4 separate regions of the Mus musculus genome follow, and regions 1, 2 and 4 are each linked to region 3. The links are chromatin contacts, called in public promoter capture Hi-C maps. All regions are on one chromosome and are shown on one strand. Each heading gives the region's core, a stretch centred on a gene start, on an enhancer-like site or on the middle of the called end of the contact. The rest is flanking DNA. Distances are from core to core; before and after follow the strand shown. Region 1 holds the start of Olfr970 (olfactory receptor 970). Region 2 holds the start of AW551984 (expressed sequence AW551984). Region 3 holds the start of 1700110K17Rik (RIKEN cDNA 1700110K17 gene). Region 4 holds the start of Olfr958 (olfactory receptor 958).

The links. Promoter capture Hi-C pulls out the DNA fragments that hold promoters and counts their contacts.
Region 1: a contact with region 3 is called in a promoter capture Hi-C map of the C10 cell line, with 4 times the contacts expected there. The contact joins the promoter of Olfr970 here to the promoter of 1700110K17Rik in region 3. A contact is called at or near these places in 1 of 39 promoter capture datasets (the C10 cell line) and 1 of 115 datasets of contacts at active chromatin or transcription factors (bone marrow-derived macrophages).
Region 2: a promoter capture Hi-C map of stem cell-derived epiblast-like cells shows a contact between it and region 3, with 4 times the contacts expected there. The contact joins the promoter of AW551984 here to the promoter of 1700110K17Rik in region 3. A contact is called at or near these places in 6 of 39 promoter capture datasets (the 3T3-L1 cell line, the C10 cell line, cranial neural crest and 3 more), 1 of 15 datasets of contacts at CTCF or cohesin (large pre-B cells) and 1 of 9 other capture datasets (embryonic stem cells).
Region 4: a contact with region 3 is called in a promoter capture Hi-C map of liver, with 9 times the contacts expected there. The contact joins the promoter of Olfr958 here to the promoter of 1700110K17Rik in region 3. A contact is called at or near these places in 4 of 39 promoter capture datasets (cranial neural crest, hippocampal neurons, liver and 1 more) and 1 of 115 datasets of contacts at active chromatin or transcription factors (embryonic stem cells).

The regions. Positions count from the first base shown.
Region 1 is chr9:39,816,617-39,821,523 of GRCm38.p6, forward strand. Olfr970 (olfactory receptor 970) reads left to right here and starts at 3,025. Exons shown (of 1, transcript NM_146611.1): 1 at 3,025-3,960. The coding sequence starts at 3,025. The coding sequence ends at 3,960.
Region 2 is chr9:39,602,079-39,606,783 of GRCm38.p6, forward strand. AW551984 (expressed sequence AW551984) reads right to left here and starts at 1,574. Exons shown (of 20, transcript NM_001199556.1): 1 at 1,449-1,574; 2 at 1,137-1,233.
Region 3 is chr9:40,331,800-40,336,611 of GRCm38.p6, forward strand. It overlaps 1700110K17Rik (RIKEN cDNA 1700110K17 gene), which reads left to right and starts at 1,673. Exons shown (of 3, transcript NR_040728.1): 1 at 1,673-1,788. It overlaps Gramd1b (GRAM domain containing 1B), which reads right to left. Exons shown (of 20, transcript NM_172768.2): 3 at 1,646-1,856.
Region 4 is chr9:39,548,651-39,553,667 of GRCm38.p6, forward strand. Olfr958 (olfactory receptor 958) reads right to left here and starts at 2,219. Exons shown (of 1, transcript NM_146330.1): 1 at 1,281-2,219. The coding sequence starts at 2,219. The coding sequence ends at 1,281.

The DNA of each region.
Region 1 (4,907 bases), core at 1,775-4,274, 510 kb before region 3:
TTGATTTTTTTGTATTTGCTGTTTTGACTTTTATGTGATAGGAAGAATTTCTTTTTTGTCCAATCTATTTGGAATTCTCTCCGGTTCTTATATGTTTATGGATATCTCTTTTTTTAGATTAGGGAAGTTTTTTTCTATAATTTTGTTGAAGATATTTACTGGCCCTTTATGTTGGGAATCATCACTCTCTTCTATACCTATTATACTTATGTATAGAAGAGATCCTTTGGTCCTCTCATTGTGTCCTAGATTTCCTGCATGTTTTAGGTTAGAGTCTTTGCATTTTGCATTTTCTTTGACTGTGGTGTTATTGTTTTCTATGTTATCTTCTGCACCTGATATTCTCTCTTTTATCTCTTGTATTCGGTTGGTGATGCTTCCATCTGTGACTCCTGATCTCTTTTCTACGTTTTCCATCTCCAGAGTTGTCTTCTTTTGTGATTGTTTTCTTTCTATTTCCATTTTTAGATCCTGGATGGTTTTGCTCAATTCCTTCACAAGTTTGGTTGTGTTGTCTTGCAATTCTTTAAGGGACTTTTCTGTTTCCTCTTTAAAGGCTTCAAGCTGTTTACTTGTGTTCTCGTGTATTTCTTTAAGGGTGTTATTTATGTCCTTCTTGAAGTCCTCTATTATCATAAGATGTGACTTTAAATCAGAGTCTTGCTATTCTGGTGGGTTTGGGTATCCAGGGCTCACTGTGATGGGAGAACTGGGTTCTGATAATGCTAAGTAGCCTTGGTTTCTGTTGCTTACATTCTTGTTCTTGCCTCTAGCCATCTGGTTATCTCTGGTGTTATCTGTTCTTGCTGTGTCTGACTGTGGCTTGCCCTCCTTAAAGCCAATGTGTCAGAACTCCTAGGAGATCTGTTCTCTCTGGGAAGAATTTGGGTATGGACAGCTGTGGCCCAGGGTCAGCACTGTGGTGCAGAATGATCCTGTCCCTGTCTGTTCTTAGGTTCCTGTGTCCTGATAGTTCTGGGCAGGTCCTTCTTGGGCCAGGATTTAAGCAGAAGTGGTAGTCTTACCTGTGCTCACAGGCATGTCAATACTCCTAGGGATCCAGCTCTCTCCTGACTGTATCTGGTATTGAGAGCTGTAGCACAGGATTAGCTCAGGGCACAAAAGGAACCTGGAAGGACCCTATCCCATGCTGCTCCTCAGTTCCTGTGTCCTGGGGGCTCTGGGTGGGTGCCTCTGAGCAGAGGTGGTGGTCTTACCTATGCTCACAGGTGTGTCCACACTCCTGGGACTCTGTCTCTCTCCCAGTGGTATTTGGGTGTGGAGCATTCTGGCACAGGATCCAGCAGTTACCATTTTATAGTAACCCCTCCAACCAATGTGAAATTTTGTTTCACTTTGGTTTTTATTTAAATGTTTCTAATAATTACTGATGGTACATACATTTTCAGGTGATTGTTGGTGATTTATGTATTTCAAATAGAAGAGTCATTATTCAAATTATCTGGCTATTTTTATCTAAACTATTTGTATTCTTAAACAATAAGATATAAAAGTTCTTTAATTCTATTCTCCCTTAGATACAATACTGAGATGTGTTTCCCAATGACTATGTTATTTTTTCATAAATCTAGGATATCCTTTAAGGCAGAAACTATTTTTAATTTTAATTATGCCCGAATAATTTTTTTTTGGTTATAGTCTCTGATTATGCAAATTTATCCAGGAAACTATCACAAATTTCATGGGCATGAAGATCTACTGTTGCATTTTTTCAAATGTTATGTTTAACTATTATGTTTAGTGATATCATCCATTTCTCTTATTATGAAAAGTAAAAATGTACTTTATTATGTAACTTCATCTATTTGTCCATTGGTTGGAAAATAGTCTTCACCATTGAATTTTTATGAAATGCATAACTTCAACAACATAAAGATATAGGGTTTCTTTACGCATTGATAGTTTCCTTATAGTTCATGGCATTCCAATATTATGAGAATATTGGAATGTTTAGTAAGTTTTCAAATGGAAATCTTGAAACTCCAAATGTTATTCATTTCCAGGTTTGTTCTGAACATTCCCAGCCACATTGCTTTTCAGTGAATATTATATGATCAATATATTGGTATTGGTAATGAAAGTATCTTGGATTTTCATTAGCATTACACTGAACTATTACACCAGTTTGGGAAGTATTGCCGTTACACAAGATTGAATCTTGTGATTCATGAAGATAGGAGGTTTTTCCATGTATGTAATGATTTAACAATGTTGATAATTTCAAGTGAAATGTTTTATATTTCTTTAATTTATTGTTAAATGTTTTTAACACTTTTTATGATATTTCAAGTGATTTTTTTAATGTTTTCTAAGTTTTCTTAATGATCTTTGTTCTCAGTCTATGATGGCTTGTTAAATAAATTACCATGCTATTTTCTTAAGGATTTCTTCGAATTTTATGTATAAAAAAATAATCCATATACATGTAAAGGTATTTTCATTATGTACTTTCAAATTCAGATCCCTTTTGATTTGAAGTTTCCACCTGATTACCTTAGGGTTCTGTTATATTGATGAAAGTACAACTTACTTAAGTTGTTCATTGTCTTATGGAGAAAGGTTTTAGGTTGCCACCATTAAGTATAGCAACAGTTGTGGATGTCTGTGGTGGTCTTTTGCCTTTGGTGAATGCTGCTCTTATTGTAACATAGAAAAAATGTATTTCTCTATAGAGTTATGGGGAGAAGGACAAATGAGTCATGGACACTCCTTAGCAGACTCCACTGAATGCATCTGATCAGTCTTTCATTGTCCATGGAATAAGTCCTAATATTCTCATAGCAAAAAATATACTCACAGACAGAAGTAACTTATCTTTAACTATAACTGGCATGTGTTAAGCAGTCCAATGCTTCAAATTCTAAAATTTAAGATTATCTGTCAGAAAATTGAAGATGCTTACCAAAGTGAAAGCTCGAATACTGTTTCACACCTCAGTATATGCTAAAATACTAGATAGTTATTGCATTTTTGTCTCTTTCAACATAGAAACCAGAGAAGAAAATGTTAAAAGGAAATCTTTCTGAAGTGACTGAGTTCATCCTCGCTGGGTTAACAAACAAACCAGAGCTGCAGCTGCCCCTCTTCCTCCTCTTTCTAGCAATCTATGTGGTCACAGTGGTGGGGAATCTGGGTATGATTATCCTGATATTACTCAGTTCTCACCTTCACACACCCATGTATTATTTCCTCAGCAGTCTGTCTTTCATTGACCTCTGCCAGTCCACTGTCATTATTCCCAAAATGTTGGTGAACTTTGTGACAGTGAAGAACATCATCTCCTATCCTGAATGTATGACTCAGCTCTACTTTTTTGTTACTTTTGCTATTGCAGAGTGTCACATGTTAGCTGTAATGGCATATGATCGCTATGTTGCAATCTGTAACCCCTTGCTTTACAATGCTGTAATGTCCTTTCAAGTCTGTTCCTCAATGATATTTGGGGTATATAGTATAGCTTTAATTGGTGCCACAACTCACACAGTCTGCATGTTAAGAGTGAATTTCTGTAAGGCAAATGTGATAAATCATTACTTCTGTGATCTTTTTCCACTCCTGGAACTCCCCTGTTCTGATACTTTTATTAATGAAGTAGTAGTTTTATGTTTCAGTGTTTTTAACATCTTTATTCCCACTCTGACTATTTTAACCTCTTACATCTTCATCATAGCCAGCATCCTCCGGATTAAATCCACTGAAGGCAGGTCCAAAGCCTTCAGCACCTGCAGCTCACACATATCAGCTGTTGCTATCTTCTTCGGTTCCCTTGCATTCATGTACTTGCAGCCATCATCAGTCAGCTCCATGGACCAAGGGAAAGTGTCCTCTGTATTTTATACCATTGTTGTGCCCATGCTGAATCCCTTGATCTACAGCCTGAGAAATAAGGATGTCAAAGTTGCTCTAAATAAGTTCTTTGAAAGAAAGTTTTTCTTATGAAAAAAAGACTGATATTTCTTTACTAATATTCATGTTTAGAGAGCTAGCAAACAGTAGAAAGGGCTAAGTATAGCTAATGATGTGAAATTATTGCCATCACTGTGTGTTTTTTTTTAATGTTGACAAGGGCAGGACAGTTTTAGTCAATGGGACATATGAAGAACAACATCTATATGGGATATAGAGAACCATCTGCTTATTATAGCATGCATCACACTAGTCAGTTTGTGAACTCTCATAAGCCTTCTTTTGAATGATTCTGTTTTATGTATCTAGAACAGTGTTCCTTTTATGTGAAATATATTTATCTTATAGCAGAGAATAAATACATTTTGCCCAAATTTTGATTATCTCAATAGTCTATATAGCCAGCATTTGTAATGAAATATATTTCTAAAGTATTCAGATATTGTGATATCCAAAAATAATAAATTTATTAAAAAGTAAAATATGCAAATTTTTTCTTTCTTTTATTCCCCCTCACTTTACATGCTGATTGCTGTCCATCTCCAGGTCATTCCCTTCATGATCCATCCCCCTAACAATTCCCTACCCTTCTCCTCTAAGTTGGTGGAGGCCACTCCTGGGTATCCTTCTGCCCTGGCACATCAAGTTTCTGTGGTTTTAGGGACATCCTCTCCCCCTGAGGTCAGACAAGGAAGCCCAGCTAGAGGGTCATACCTAATTTTTGTTAATTGTAGATCAATACAATGTATTGCAAGAAATATTAAAAAGTAATCCATACTACTGACAGCATGGCACTGGCAGACAGGCCGGCCTATTTGCAGCCCAGCAGATTCTCTGAATCAGAACTCTGAAATCTCTCCACTCAGCTCACAAAATTTCCATCGTGGGCTGTAGCCATGCATGCCCCATATTTCCAAATTCCCATAGCTAGTTGGAACCCAGTTAAGTCATAGTGTGAAGGAAGGCACCACTCAATCTTA
Region 2 (4,705 bases), core at 324-2,823, 730 kb before region 3:
GTGGAGTTCACAGAGCTTCTGTCACACAGGACTCTATTGCCTACTGGCTTATGGTAGTAGGGCAAGCTTTCTAGATGTTTCTCTATAGACCCAAACTCTCCTTTGACAGCCACATAAATGCCTATATTAAGGGCATGGATAGCCTCTCTTCTCCTTCTAGCAGATGCCAAGTGGTTTGTCTTTCTTTCCTCCAACTCTAATATAACCATCCTGGAACTTCCTTCTAAGTCAGCTTCTTTCTTAATGTTTTTATTAAAGAGACTAAAAACCCACGCAAGTGAACACCGTTTTTGCACTAACACCTATGATGGGTGTAAATTTTTCCACGAGAGCATTCTGTATCTGATCATCATCACCTAGCTTCTCTTCCCCCGTTGTGAAAAAAAAAAAAAAAGAAAAAAGAAAAAAGAAAAGAGAAAAAAATGACCTGAGCTGCAGTGGCAGGCACCAACAAAGGTACTTTTCACTGGAGCTGAAGCGGCACTGCCTGGAACACACAGCATGCTCAGGACAACTGTTGCTCTGATGCTGATGAACCGGCTGAAGGGGCAGTTGATTTAAATACCTCCACCTTCCTACAACTATGCAAATAAGGGCTTTTGTCTTTCTTTGTGGCACAGCCCTACCTCAAAGCTTCCAAAGCAGTGGACAGTGCTACTCCTGGGCCAACCATCCTCATTTTAATAGCAATTACAAATCTGAGTTGTGACGTATCTTAGTGATACAGCATTTGCTTAGTATAGGCAGCGCGTGCGCGCGCGCGGGCACACACACACACACACACACACACGCAGAGAGAGAGAGAGGGGGGGGGAGAGGGAGAGAGAGAGCGAGCGCGCAATCTGCATGTTGATCACACTCACACACACCCACTCCCACAAATCAGCAGCTATGATTCTGGCTCAACTTGTTATTCTTCAACAGCTGCGGAATAAATCCTGGCTGTTAAAATGTTTTACCGCTTGACAGCAAAGCAAGAATTGCAACAGATGATAATTTATGAAAACACAGAGTATCTAGGAAAAAATACGGGGGGCGGGGGGCGTCCTTTAAATAAGACAAAATGTATAGGAAAGGCATGAGGCCAGGGAAAAGAATGCCTAATATCAATAGGAAGCTTAGAGCAGGAGACTCACCCAAGGGCTGAAAGATGTACTGTGTCTGGCAGCAGAGATCTCAGGCTGGCAGTGGCCACTGCAGGAGGTTGAGAGGAGAGAGGCAGACCACAGTCACCTGTAGTGAAAAACAAAACAAATATCCTTTATTTCCTGAATCTAACCTCATAGTAAATTTCGCTCGCGGAGGGATTTTCCTGACCACTCCACCCTTTCTCATATAAACAGTCAATTGTGGCAAGGCTCCATTCTGTCTCTCGGGGGGAAAAAAAAATGAGAAAAGTGTCTATCTAAGGTAGAGAGTTTCCTCAGGTGGGACCAAGATCCAAGAACCTGTTGTTGCTGGTGGTGGACGTGGAAGACCGAGGGCTTCTCAGTGAGTCACCCGGGATCAGCTCCGGTGTGGACCCTCAGGGCAGAACAACTGCAGTGAAGGGGGCGGGAGTGTGAAGAAACAGCTGGCCACTCCCCTGCTGTTGGCTGCTGGGAACTAGAAGCTAACCATGGAGGAGACTTGGAAAGGGGAGCTTACATAGTTTTTTTTGGGGGGGGGGGTAATTTCAATTTTCAATTGTCTGCTCTTGATTTTTAGCACCTCAAGACTTCCTGATATTTATTTATTTTAAGAACTTAAGAGCTCCAATCAGTTTTCAGTTTTCGTTCTAACTGCACTCCCATGGCACAATTTTACATAAAGCTGATAACTTAATTGACTGAAAGGAAAGGAACTTCAGAGTTTGAAGAAGTAGGCGCCAAAGATTTAAGGAAGTAGAGAAAGAGACGGTTTAAGACAGATGAGAACAAGAGGGACTTGCTTGAGGTTATTAGATGATTAAAGGATTCTTGCATCCCGATAAACTTCCAATGGCGCAGAAATCACTCACAAGTACCCACTCCCCACACTTGGCTCTTGCAGTTTAAGCAAGCCCCTAAAGGGGGATGGGCCTCCTGAATAAGTGGAGCCGGGGAAGGGAAGGCAATGTCCGGGATGGGAGTGGTTGGGTGTTTTCAGAGCTGGGAGAGGGATGTCTGCAGCGCTGGCTCTTACCTTCCCCAGAAATCCCGGTGCTGTGAGTCAAGAAAAATGAAAACAGCTGCGGATTAATTTTCCTGGAAAACACGCCCACCTCTCTGGCTCTGCTGTAACATAGCAACTCTATGACTGAAGCATCTGCAAGGAAGAGAATCCCTGTTAAATTTCCAAGATGCAGAGGATGGATCACAGACCAGGCAAAGTCAAAGGCAGGCAAATCCTTCTTCACGTGAACATTTAAAATTGTAACAACAGAAAGACCCGGTGTGGAAATGCGGTGCTTCTGTAACAAATTTAATTACCAATGGGTTTACATCAGCGCTTCGAAGTTTGAAGTTTGAGTTGAAGTTGAGGTATCCTGGCTTCCATCCCCAGGTTATGTTCCGTTCAGGGCACACACTGTAGAAATCACATCTGGTGCTGCTCACTGTCTGCTGGACTATCTACCAGCAAAAGCCAAAACCTGGCATACTAAACAGATTTCTTCCTCCATTGTGCTGAAATAAAAACCTAGAACTTGTCTTCCACAGAGGAGACATGACACACATCTTGTAAGAAGCAGAATTGGGGAGTATTTATGGCAAATATACACAAATAAATAGAACTTTATAGTTAACCATAAATCCAAACTTTATTTTAAAACAATGTGTAATTTACTTTTTCCATTTTAAAGTTTTTCATGAGTCCAATGATCAAACCTTTAAAGAAAAACGTCACTTTATATGCATACATATTGTACATACATCTGTGTATATATGAAAGGCACTGGTATATGAATTTGTATTTTGTCAATAAGAGGAGATAGGAATATGATTACCCAACAGTACTAGCTAGTTTTATTTCAACTTGACATAAGCTGGGGTCATTTGAGAAGAAGAAATCTTGATTGAGAATATGACCTCATAAAAATTGGCTTATAACAAGCCATTGGGACATTTCTCTTCCTGTCTCTCTTTTTCTTTTTCTTTTGTTTGTTTTCTTTGTCTTGAAAAGAGCACAGTTTTCCCTTATTGTAGTAGACATTTGCACTCATTTACCATTTTTACACTTTCCTTACATATGTTCCTGTTTTCATTTTTATCTTTGTCATTGAAACTGTTTTCCTCACTGTCTTTTTTTTTAAGTTTTGCTTTTTCTTTTCTCACTCTCTCTTTTCCCATCTCTCCTAGTTCAGAAGTCCCAAACTGTGTTCCTCCAGCTGCCAGCTGAGCAATCACCTGACTGTTTCTCTATTAAAGCCTCAGGAGCAGAAAGCGTTGCCCTTCCCCCAAGTAACTCAGAGAGGCCCCTGGATGCTGGAAAGTGACTCTGGTCACTTCTTACCCAGCATCTATCATGTCCTTGGACACTGAGTTTTCTCTTCATCACTTCAGAAAGCTACCAGCCTTTAATATTGTACCTTTTCCATTTTCTGTATATTCTTCTTTCTTAACTTTAATTAGACATTTGTAAAAATAATGCTTAAACTCTGTTCATGACTGTCTAATAATCTCTTTATCCCAACCTTCAGTTTTCACACAAGTCATTTCCTTCCTTCCTCCCTTCCTTTCCAGCTTTCTTTCTTTCTTTCTTTCTTTCTTTCTTTCTTTCTTTCTTTCTTTCTTTCTTTCTTTCTTTCTTTCTTTCTTTCTTCCCAACCAAAAATATGACAGAATAAGATAGAAAATAAAGCAAAACTATCACATTGAAGCTGCACAAGTCAAATCAACAAAAAGAAAATACCCCCAAGAGCAGGAACAAAAATCAGAGATTCATTGGGGCACATTCAGTCAGGAGTTCCATAAAATACTAAGAATACATTATACTATATACCCAGAGGACCCTATCCCCGGTGGCTTTTACAGTGTTTCTGCCTCCTGTTCTAAGGGATTCCTTGAGCTCTCAGGAAATTAGCACAGTTGAAAAATCCCATGTAGAGCTGTGTCTTTCAAGGACTCTCTCTAATGAGAGAGTAATGTCTACCTGTAGGTCTCTGTGTCTGTTCCCATCTGTTGCAGGAGGAAGCTTCTCTGATGATAGATATATCTATCAGTATAGCAGAATACCTTTGGGAATCATTGTATTGATACCTGTTGCTGTTATTGTTGCTGTTCTTGTTAGATCAATAGTATTTGACTTTTCCCTAGTTCTCTGGACTATTTAGTCTTTTGTTCTTGGTCACCCAAGCAGTATTGAGTATGAGTTTCAGCTTATGGAGTGGGCCTTATGTCAAATAAGATATTGGTTTGCTACTCTCACAACTTCTGTGTTACCATTGCCCTGGCATATCTTACAGGTAAGGCAGGTTGTAGGCCAAAGGTTTGGTAGATGGGTTCATATTTATATTTCTCTTCAGTAACCTGCAGAATATCTTCCACATCAAAGACATTAGAATTTAGAGGTAGGCACCAGGTCAGTATTTCCACATTCAGAGTTGTATGGATATTTTCCTTGGCAATGGGTCTTTGCTATCAAAGAGCAAGCCATTGCCTAAACAATAGCCTATTAGGTTGTTTGGGGATTTCCATGGGACCATTTTAGCCAAGGACTCAACTGAATGCAACCAAGTCTCAGTACT
Region 3 (4,812 bases), core at 423-2,922:
TTGTTCTTGCATCCATTGGAAGTGGATAGTGGTGTGCCACCGTCCTCCCTGAGGACACTCACAGACCCTGTTGTAAGTTGTCTCTCTGACTGAAGTTGGCACTTCTTCCCAACAATCGACTTCCTGGGCCCTACTGCCTTGCGACCAACTGCTCACCACTGAGCTCACCACTGGAGATCCGAGGGCCCTGGGTAGAGGCTGGCACGTCTCCCTCCCTAGAGCCTGGTGGGTACTGTCAGTCATCACCCTCCAAGGTTCTGGTACTGTACCTTCTTTAATCAAAACCCAGGTCTCTAAGCACACTGTGAATGAGTACCAGAGCGGTACAAGCAAGTCGCAGCGGGTGCCCTGCCAGGTAGCTCTCAGGGGTGGAGGAAAAGATGAACTAGGCAGATCTCATCAAGGTCTTTCCTCACTTCTGCCAGGGAGGCCACCGTTACCCATCCAAGGGTCACATGAAACAACAGAGTGACTGAGTGGAGGCTCCACGCCCACAGGGACGGAACTACCTCCTGCAGGACTCTGCGTTTTACAAAGTGCCACGCAAGGAGGGAGACACATTCCCACTAGTGGTAGTGTTTGAGAAGCAGGCAGACTCGGGAAGGGGATGGGGTGCAGGTGGAGTGGGGTGGGAGGTGGAGTCTTTTCTCTGTTGTCAGGTGCAGTGGGCGTGGTCCCTCAGTGACTTCCAAGCCAGCCTGCCAAGGGGTGGGGGTGGGGAACAGTGGGTTCAGCCCTTCTGGGAAAGGGACCAAGCAGGACATATGGGCAGAATTGGCAGGGGTAGAAGGAGGGATGCTGAGCACTACAGACAATTCAATACTAGAGGGGAGATTAAAAGACAGAGACAAAAGATGGCTTACTTTTGAGAGGCGCTTGTGAGACTAAGACCATGCATGCAAAGGTGTTTGGAAAACAGTGGGGAGAAGAGGAAGAACAAGAAATCAAAAGACAAGTTCAAGTGGGGTTTCTCCCAAGCCTCCCGAGGGGTCCCCTTTCTCAAGCCCTGCGACTCCCGTTGGTTTAGGAGCACCTGAGTAGAGGCACCTCTTGATTGCCAGAGGCCTGGGGATCGAAGGAGAACTCTGGGGAACCTTAACCATGTGAGGGAGGCCTCTATGCTAATCCTTGGATCAGGAGCCCAAGACAAGCTTGAGAGGGAAGGAAAAGTCCTGTGACTATCCTCTCTGCAAGATGAGTAGGGCATGGGCTGGGACAAAGGTAAGGCGGGGTGATGGCCAAGGAGGAGGTTAAAAATAGCCCTCCGGAAGCTTCCCTGAACTCGCTCTTCCTGGCAATACACTTGTCCCAAATAACGTTCCTTTGCCAGTTCAAAGGGCCAAATTTAACGAAGGATTATAAAGGCGACACCTCCTGCTCACCAGAGCTTCCTCCATATCTCAAGGGTCTTGAAGTTCCTTAGATGCTTACCGAGAGATGGGGAGCGGGGTGGAGAAGGGGCGCATGACTCGGGACCCTCCCTGAATGATTAACCAGGAATCAATTCATCAAGAGTCTCCCCTGCTGACGCTGACCTGTCCTGACTTCATCACATAGACACGGGGCTGTTCGGTCACATGAGTACCCAGTAGCTTCCTGCGACCAGCTAACAAAGGCTGCCAAGTCCCCAGCATCGTCTGCTCACCTTGGAATTTTTACCACCGCTCCGACCAGACTGTGAGGAGCAACTGCGTTGCACACCCTGCTCCGGGGTGGACGGGGACTTGTCCGAGGAGTGATCTGAGCCCTTCTCCACCATGGTGTCTCCGTCCTGGTTCTGTGGTGTTGGTGAGCGGGACCGCTTCCGGAGGATGGGAGAGCAGGCTGGCGTGCTGCGGTTGGAGTTACTGGCAGTGCTGCAGGGGCAGATGGAGACGGGGAATGAGATGGAGAGGGAAGAGGAAGGAAGGAAGGAAGGCTGTGAGTGACGGTCGGCCACAGACCCATGCAAAGGAGCCAGCTCAGGGAGCCCAGGCAACAGGCTGAGGAGACAACCCAGCTAGGGACTTGCTGCACTGTAATGCTGCTACTGACCAGCAGGGGGCAGTAGTGCCGGTGTGAAAAGGGAACTGGGACTAGAAACAAGCAGTCAAGTATTTAAATATTCACCCATCCAATCCTGTTTGAGCTTTAACTACATGTAGAAAGCTATTAGGGAAGATGATTTAGACCCTGAAAGAATCTCTCAATGCCACCAGTTCATTTTATACATGCTTTGTTTCAACACTTGCCCATAGTGACAACAACTCCGCTTTTCAAAGCATTCACATATATATTATTTCATAGGCATGTCTTTTACAAATTACGACGTTATTTTATCTTGCATGTATGTGTGCAGGCATGCATGTACCATGGGCATGCCTGTGGATGTCAGAGGGCAACTTGCCAGAGTCTGTTTCCTCCTTCCACAGTGTGAGTCCTGCAGAATGAACTCAGGCCACACTGGCTTGGCCATCTCGCTGGCACAGGTACCATGTGCCAGGACATTCAGTTGAGTTAATAACGGCCACTATCCTTCCATTTCATTTAAAAGATGAAGCTAAATGCCAGATAGAGAGGAGAAAGTGACCCAGGGCTAGCCTCAGAGTTTGCTACAGATGTAAGTCACTCATAGCAGCCTGGTAAGTTATGTTGCTGGTCTACGGGGGGGGGGGGGGGTTGTTCTCATACCTCCTACCCAAAATTCACCTCTAAAAAGTTCCTTGTACTTCCCATGGCACTAAATCCAGTTATACCGAGGCATTCAATCTGTTAATACAGTAAAGACCGAAACTTAGCTTGTGTTTTCAATAGAATAGAAGAGGTGAAGAGAAAAGGGTGGAGAGGAAAGAATGAACTCAGTTTGTTCTGTTTTCAGAGAACAGAGAAATCAAAGAGCTGGGCAGGGAGGGAAGAATCCTCAGAAAGAGACAGTGGAAATGGGAAGGGACATCCTGGGAGATTACATGGCCCCAGACCAAGGTGACAGGAGGGGCAGGATCCTGCCCACCTGCTCAGGAGCCAGACTAACTCAGGAAGCCTTTGTGCCATACCACATTCTGGCCTTGCCTCGGGACAGTGACATTTACATGAAGATCTAGCTGTAACCTCAGATGCTCCATGGAGACATTTGTAAAGAGTACCATGCCCTACCGCCTGGATAAACTCAATACAGAGAGAGCATCCAGCAGCCCATCCAGTATCATTGGGGAGGGGGAAGAGGTAGAGTGTGAATCTGTATGGAGTGGGGCCGGGAGCTCTGCACATGACCTCCACTATGTGTACATGCACAGATGCACATACCACGCCGCACACGTGGGGATTAGAGGACAGCTTTAGGGAGGTAGTTCTCTCCTTCCACCATGTGGGTCCCAGGGATCGAACTCTGGTCGATCCCTGGGACCCACATGGTGGAAGCTTGGGAGCAAGCACCTCTGCCCATTGAGCCATCTCTCTCTGCTCCACTGGATCTTCTCAGGCTGCCCAAACTGGAATTTAGTTCTCCAATGTGTTCTTCACCTCTGTGCCCACTCTTGCATCTGTCACTGAGTGAGTCCCCTCTGCCACCAGCCCTGCTCACAGAGACCTCTGCCTATTCCTTGCCCTTCTCCAAAGGCACCGTCATTGCTCAGAAGTGGTATCTGCCATTTCAGCCTACTCCATCCTACTCATTCTGTTTCCATAAGGCTCATTATTCCACCCTTCCCTTCCTGTCGTAGGGTCCTCCCTCAGGTTCTCAAGGTGTCTTGCCTGGACTTGTCCAATAGCCTTAGCTATGATTTCAGTGGGAAAAAAACCCGCCCAGAATAATGGGTCACCAACCCCCCCATGCTTGGCCTCCACTCCAATCCTCTTCTATACTAGAAGAAATCCCTGTAACCATAGTTCTGCACCTTGGCAGAGTCATTAATAGCCTTGCTACACTGCTAAACCTATTAAAAGATCAGCCATTGTCCTGTAGATTTGGACACGCTGCTAAGCAAATAAAACCAGTTCCTATGCATTTTATGTAGTGACTTAACCTTTCTAACTCCATGGCTTGCCCTTAACTTGATCCTACAAGCAGTATTAAAAAGAATTGCTGTTATATTTGGTGATGGGGCACTGTAGAGAGGATCAATATTGATCAGTCAACAGATAAGCCCTCTGACCTGAATTCAGCAAGAGTCCTGTAACCCTTGGCCTGTGAGAAACCCAAGCAAGAGAAGGGGGTCTGGTCAAGGTGATATGACTGTGTCACATGGCACAATGTTAAACATCCATGTTCACATAGGTGAATAAGAAAGGATCCTTGTGCTTAGTACATTTATCATGAGGCAGAGCCAGACATGACCTGTCATTGGAATATAAGCTACAGGTAGACAGGTGGTGTGAGTCAAAAAGCAGATGAAGGGGAAAAGGGAGAGAGAAGAAGAAAGAAGGAAAGCAAGAAAGGAAGGAAGGAAAGGAAGAGGAAGGAGGGAGGGGAAGGAGGGAGGGAGAGCAGGTGAAAGTGAGAGAAAGGGGGAGAGAGAGAGAGAGAGAGACAGAGAGACGAAAAGCTTTACTTGAAGAATTGGGTTCAGAAAATGTAGCCAGGTAAAGGCATGAAAGTCAAAGAAGGAGAGAGAGAGAGAGCGAGAGAGAGAGCACAAAAGCAGCATGAACAGAACAGAATGAAAGCCTTAAACAGAACAGCATGGAAAACTCGGAGAGTGAGAAGAAGCTACAGGAGAAACCATTTTGAACCGAAGTGCAAAGGATTCCTACAACCCTCCAGTCTCCCTAACAATAGGCGCACTAAGACCCTGATGACGACCCTATGCCAGGAAGATATTCACTCGTTCCCATCTC
Region 4 (5,017 bases), core at 969-3,468, 780 kb before region 3:
TCATTAGAGGAAGACCTATACCATTGCTCCAGCACGGTGGGTTCCAGTGAGCAGAGATAGTCCATGGTTTTAAGACATTTATTGGTTTATTGTAGAAAGACAGGGGGAGAAAATAGAGAAGTAGAAGCCAGCCATGGCCACTTGGAGAGAAAGAGAGAGGGAGGGAGGGGAGAGTAAGAGCAAGAGGGTAAGAGAGGGAGCAGGAGAAGGAGGAGGGGGTAAGCAGCTCCTTTTATAGTGGGCTTGGCTATTTTCCTGTTGCCAGGTAACTGTGAGGAGGAGCATACGTGGCTACTGCCAGGTAACTGTGGGGGTGAAGTCCAGACAGCCTACATGACTGATTGCCACAGAATTATGGAGCTGGGGCCAGGAACCCAGTGTTTGGGAGCATAGCAAACAGGTCTTCTGTCCCTTGCAGATTAATCTGATGTTCTCTGGGGTTTAAACCTAGCTCAACCAGAAAACAGGCTGCCTTTCACAGTCCCACATATGCCAAAACACATTTTTGTTAACAAAGCAAATCCTAGTTCTTTGTGTAGGTAGAGTTGCAGAAAGTGAAGATCTATAGGCAACTGAGGAAAGCTAGAAGCAGGAGAGAGGTTCTTGCCCCAAGGAATGGCATACCAATTGGTTTTCCAGTGCCAAATGATCAGTAGTACACAAGTAATGTTATATAGATGAAGTTATAATTAGGAATAAATGTGTGTGTACAGATATATGTGTGCATGCAATAACAATTAGAGTAACAAGAGGCCATGAATCTGAAGGAAAGTGGGAAAGGATATGTGGGAAGGTTTGGAGTGAAGAAAAGCAAGGGAGAAATGTAGTTATATTATGATTTAAAAATTTAAAGAGAAAAAAATTAATTTTAAAAATCATAACTACATTTGTCAACTGTTGTTATCATATTTAAAACTATTACCCAAGAAAAACATATATATATATACATATATGTATATATGAAAGTGCCAATACTCTTTAGAGGTATGCCAATATTCTTGCTCAATTACTATATTTTTTTCTTTTTGTCTTTCTGCTTAAGATTGTCTCACATATAGTGGATGAAGCTTTTGTGAGAGAGACCTTCTTTTCTGAGTAGATATTACTTCCAAAAAAGGCAAAAACAACAACTAAGGCTAAACTAATAAAAGACCAACACTAGTGAAGCTCACTCTCTATGCTAAGGATATATCAGCAAAATTGATAATGGCAAGATCAATGCTATATCACACAAGTGATTTTGATGATATGATGATGATGATGATGATGATGGATTCTTCCTAACCCTCAGAAACTGACCCCTTCCCATGCAGTATCTTTTTCAGGGCTATCTTTACTTCCTTATTCCTCAAAGTATAGATCAAAGGGTTCAGCATTGGACCTACCAAGTTCATCAGAATTTGCACGACAGTTCCCAGCATGGGGTTTGGTGTAGGCTGTAGGTATATAGTGATTATAGGTCCATAGGCACAGAGGATAGCAATGAGGTGGGCACTGCAGGTGGAGAAGGCACGCTGACGCCCCTCAGTTGACTGAATACTCAAGATGGAGATTGTGATTCGTGTATAGGACAGAAGGATCAGGAGAAAGCAGACAAGGGACACTAGACCAACATTAGTGAAGCTCACTCTCTGTGCTAAGGAGGTATCAGCAGACGCCAATGGCAAGATGGCTGGTATGTCACAGAAGAAGTGGTCTACTTCATTGGGACCACAGTAAGGCAAAGTGAAGGTGAGGGAAGTTAAGACGCTGGAGTGGAAACATCCTAATAGCCATGTGCCCACAGCTAGAGCCACACAGATCTTAGAGTTCATGATGACCGAGTACCGAAGAGGGTGACAAATGGCAGCAAAGCGGTCATAGGCCATCACTGTATACAGAAAGCACTCAATGCTCCCAAGAAAATGAAAGAAGAAGAGCTGGGAGACACAGTCTTGGTAGGAGATAAGTCTGCTAAGTCCCATAAGGTAAAAGAGCATTTTTGGACAGGTCACAGAAGAGAAACCCATATCAAATACGGACAAGTTCCCCAGGAAAAAATACATGGGTGTATGAAGGCGAGTTGAGGAAATAACAGCCACAAGGATAGATACATTTCCCACTAGGGTACAGGCATAGAAGGGCAGGAATAACACAAAAAGCAGAGTCTCAAAGCCCTCTGTGTGTGGGATCCCCAGGAGGATGAACTCAGTCACCACTGAGCAGTTTTTTATCTCCATGAAAGGCAGCTCCAGGAGAGGAAGAAGAAGCATCGGTGGTGGAGAAAGTCTTGGCTAAAGAATGCACATGATCAGAAAATGAAATGCAACTGGCAGTGTGTTTGGCTCTATGCCACAGAAAGATTGCTCATAATCCAATTTAGAAAATGTTATTACAAAAATTCTTGCCATAGCCAACTGAATGTTTTGTCCACGAAATAGTTTTGCTGTATTGATTCCAAGTGCAGACGTTTCTTGTTAAGTTAACGCTGAGTAAAGATCATGTTTGAGAAAGTAAGGACAATATCCACATAAATATATGCTGCTCCTTCGCCATGGCAGAGAAATATCAAGCCTCAAAATAATTTAAAATTTTTCACATCACTGGAGTCAGGAACTACAATTTCAACACCATTTTATTTGCAACCCACTATTAATAGTAGCCTTACATTTTACCCCTTTGTTCATGAAGTAAGATTAACTGATCACTAGTTAACTGCTTAAAACATGTTTATTTAATCTCAGTTCACTTAATTCTCACAGAATGTCTATGCTTTAGGTCTGGAATAAAGTAAATACTAATGCATTGGCTAGGATAAGCAACTCAGCTAAATCCAGGTTAATGGGAGAAATTAGGATCTAAAATTTTTTTTGTAGATATCAGTCTTTTCACTTTGTTATCTGTGATGTCATTTTCATATTGCTGCACCTATTGAACCAGGCACAAACATTAGTTGTGTTCTTGCCCTCTTAGCAAGCAATGGAAGATTAATGTGTCTTTCTGACTGTGCACATCAGCACACACGCATATACAAATATTTGTGAAGTCTAGGAGTACACTGTGTCATGTATAACTATACCCATAGTGGAAAGTATAATACTTGGCATTATGAAATGCTGAGAAATTAAAGCTCTCAAGATAAAATTGTTCAGTGCCTAGAAAGAACTGGATAAATTGATTTCCTTTTCACATACTTATGTGAAAGATCAGATAGCTATGTTCCCAAGTAACCTTGTAAAGTAGTTGATACTATGCTTTTGCTACAATCCACTAAATATTTTGGCTCTGGTAACTGGAGAACACTTGCTATTGTTCTACAGAAGAAAGGAAGAGAGAAAGAAAGGAAAGAAAGAAAGAAAGAAAGAAAGAAAGAAAGAAAGAAAGAAAGAAAGGAAGAAAGGAAGGAAGAAAGGATGGAAGAAAGAAAGAGGGAAGGAGGGAGGAAGAGAAAGAAGGAAGAAAAGAAAGAAGGAAAATAAGTAGGTTACAAATGAGAGCTACACATGTATTTATCATATCCATTCCAAATGCCTGTCATCCATTTAATAGAAATGCAAATAAACCTATCTAAATACAGGCTTATTGAGAATTTCTATTTTATTAGGCATTTTGAATCAAGTACAAATTCTTTGTAAAAGGAAATATTAAGAAAGGTATCTGTGAGCTGATTCTCAAGCAAGATCAAAAAAAAAAAAAAAAAGAAAGAAATTGCTATATTTTATTTTTTTATCAATGGATGATTTTATAAATCCTGGATTCTGAGATCATTTGTAAACAAGCATTTCAGATTCTCTTCTATGGATAACATGCACTATGAGCAGATGTGAACATGACACTTAACATGACTTACAAGAAGGAAGTGTGCTCTTTAAGCTTCTGTCCATTGGTCTTAACATGGCTGTTGATTCATATTGAAATTGGAGATTTCTGGAGAAACCACTGAGGGATCTTCTCTCATGCTCACTAAAGTTCTTCTTAGCCAAGAAACAGGGACAATTACAAAAAAAAACTGAATGTGCCTCTGTATTCCACAAAACTGCCTTCCAGGCAACCTCATTATTTTCTCATATATGGAAATTTAAATGATTTTGGAGCCCTTCAGAGTCAGTGAATGTATGCTATTCCAACAGGTTTCTGAACAGAAAGGATAATCAGATACTAGTAACAATTCCAACTAAGGTTGTTCGGATAATGCCTTATCTAGTGGCATTACTTTGAAATTATTTTAAATAATAAAATGAAAGTTAAAAATGTAGAGCCATATACAGACATGCTATTTCCATGACTGACCTAGGGAAAGAGAAAAATATAATGACTATAATTCAGTCTGGGATCCACATAGATATCATCCCTCAGCATAAATACATAATATTAAGTAGTCAAGTGTCAGCAGTATACCTTGGTCTTTTTTTTTTTTTAATGCCCAATTTCAAATAAAATTTTCATACTTCTTACTCTGGACTCAGTTGGGTCTTCCGAAACTATAAGCAGAAAATACCCAAAACTATTAGATTATATTGTTGAGAGGGAACTTGATTAAGGTTAAGTAAGGTTATAAGGGTGATTGATCCAAAAGAAGCAATATTCTCATATACAAGGAAGGATCACCAGATTGCTTTCTCTCCTGTTTCTCACCCCCCGTGTTTCTCCACATGAGAACACAGTGATAACATGATTGTGCTATCTCCCAAAAACAATCCTGATGCAAGACTTCACTTCATTTTGGATGGTTGTCTATGCTAAGTGTTTGTGGCAGGCCTTCATGATAATTGCAATTGACTAAAATACTTCTGATTTTCTATTAGTTTGATTTGGAAATATAGGTCCAATTATTGACTTCCTAATAAACATGATTTTCAACTGAAAAACTGACTTCCAAAAGCATAAATATATCTACACATGACTTTTCCAGAATTAAATATGTATACATATTAGTCAAAATATATTAAAATCAGCAATAAATAAGAAAAATTGCTGTAAACCTAACCCTCTTTTGTATGAATTTTATATATTTATAATCTGATTTTTCTTTTCCAAA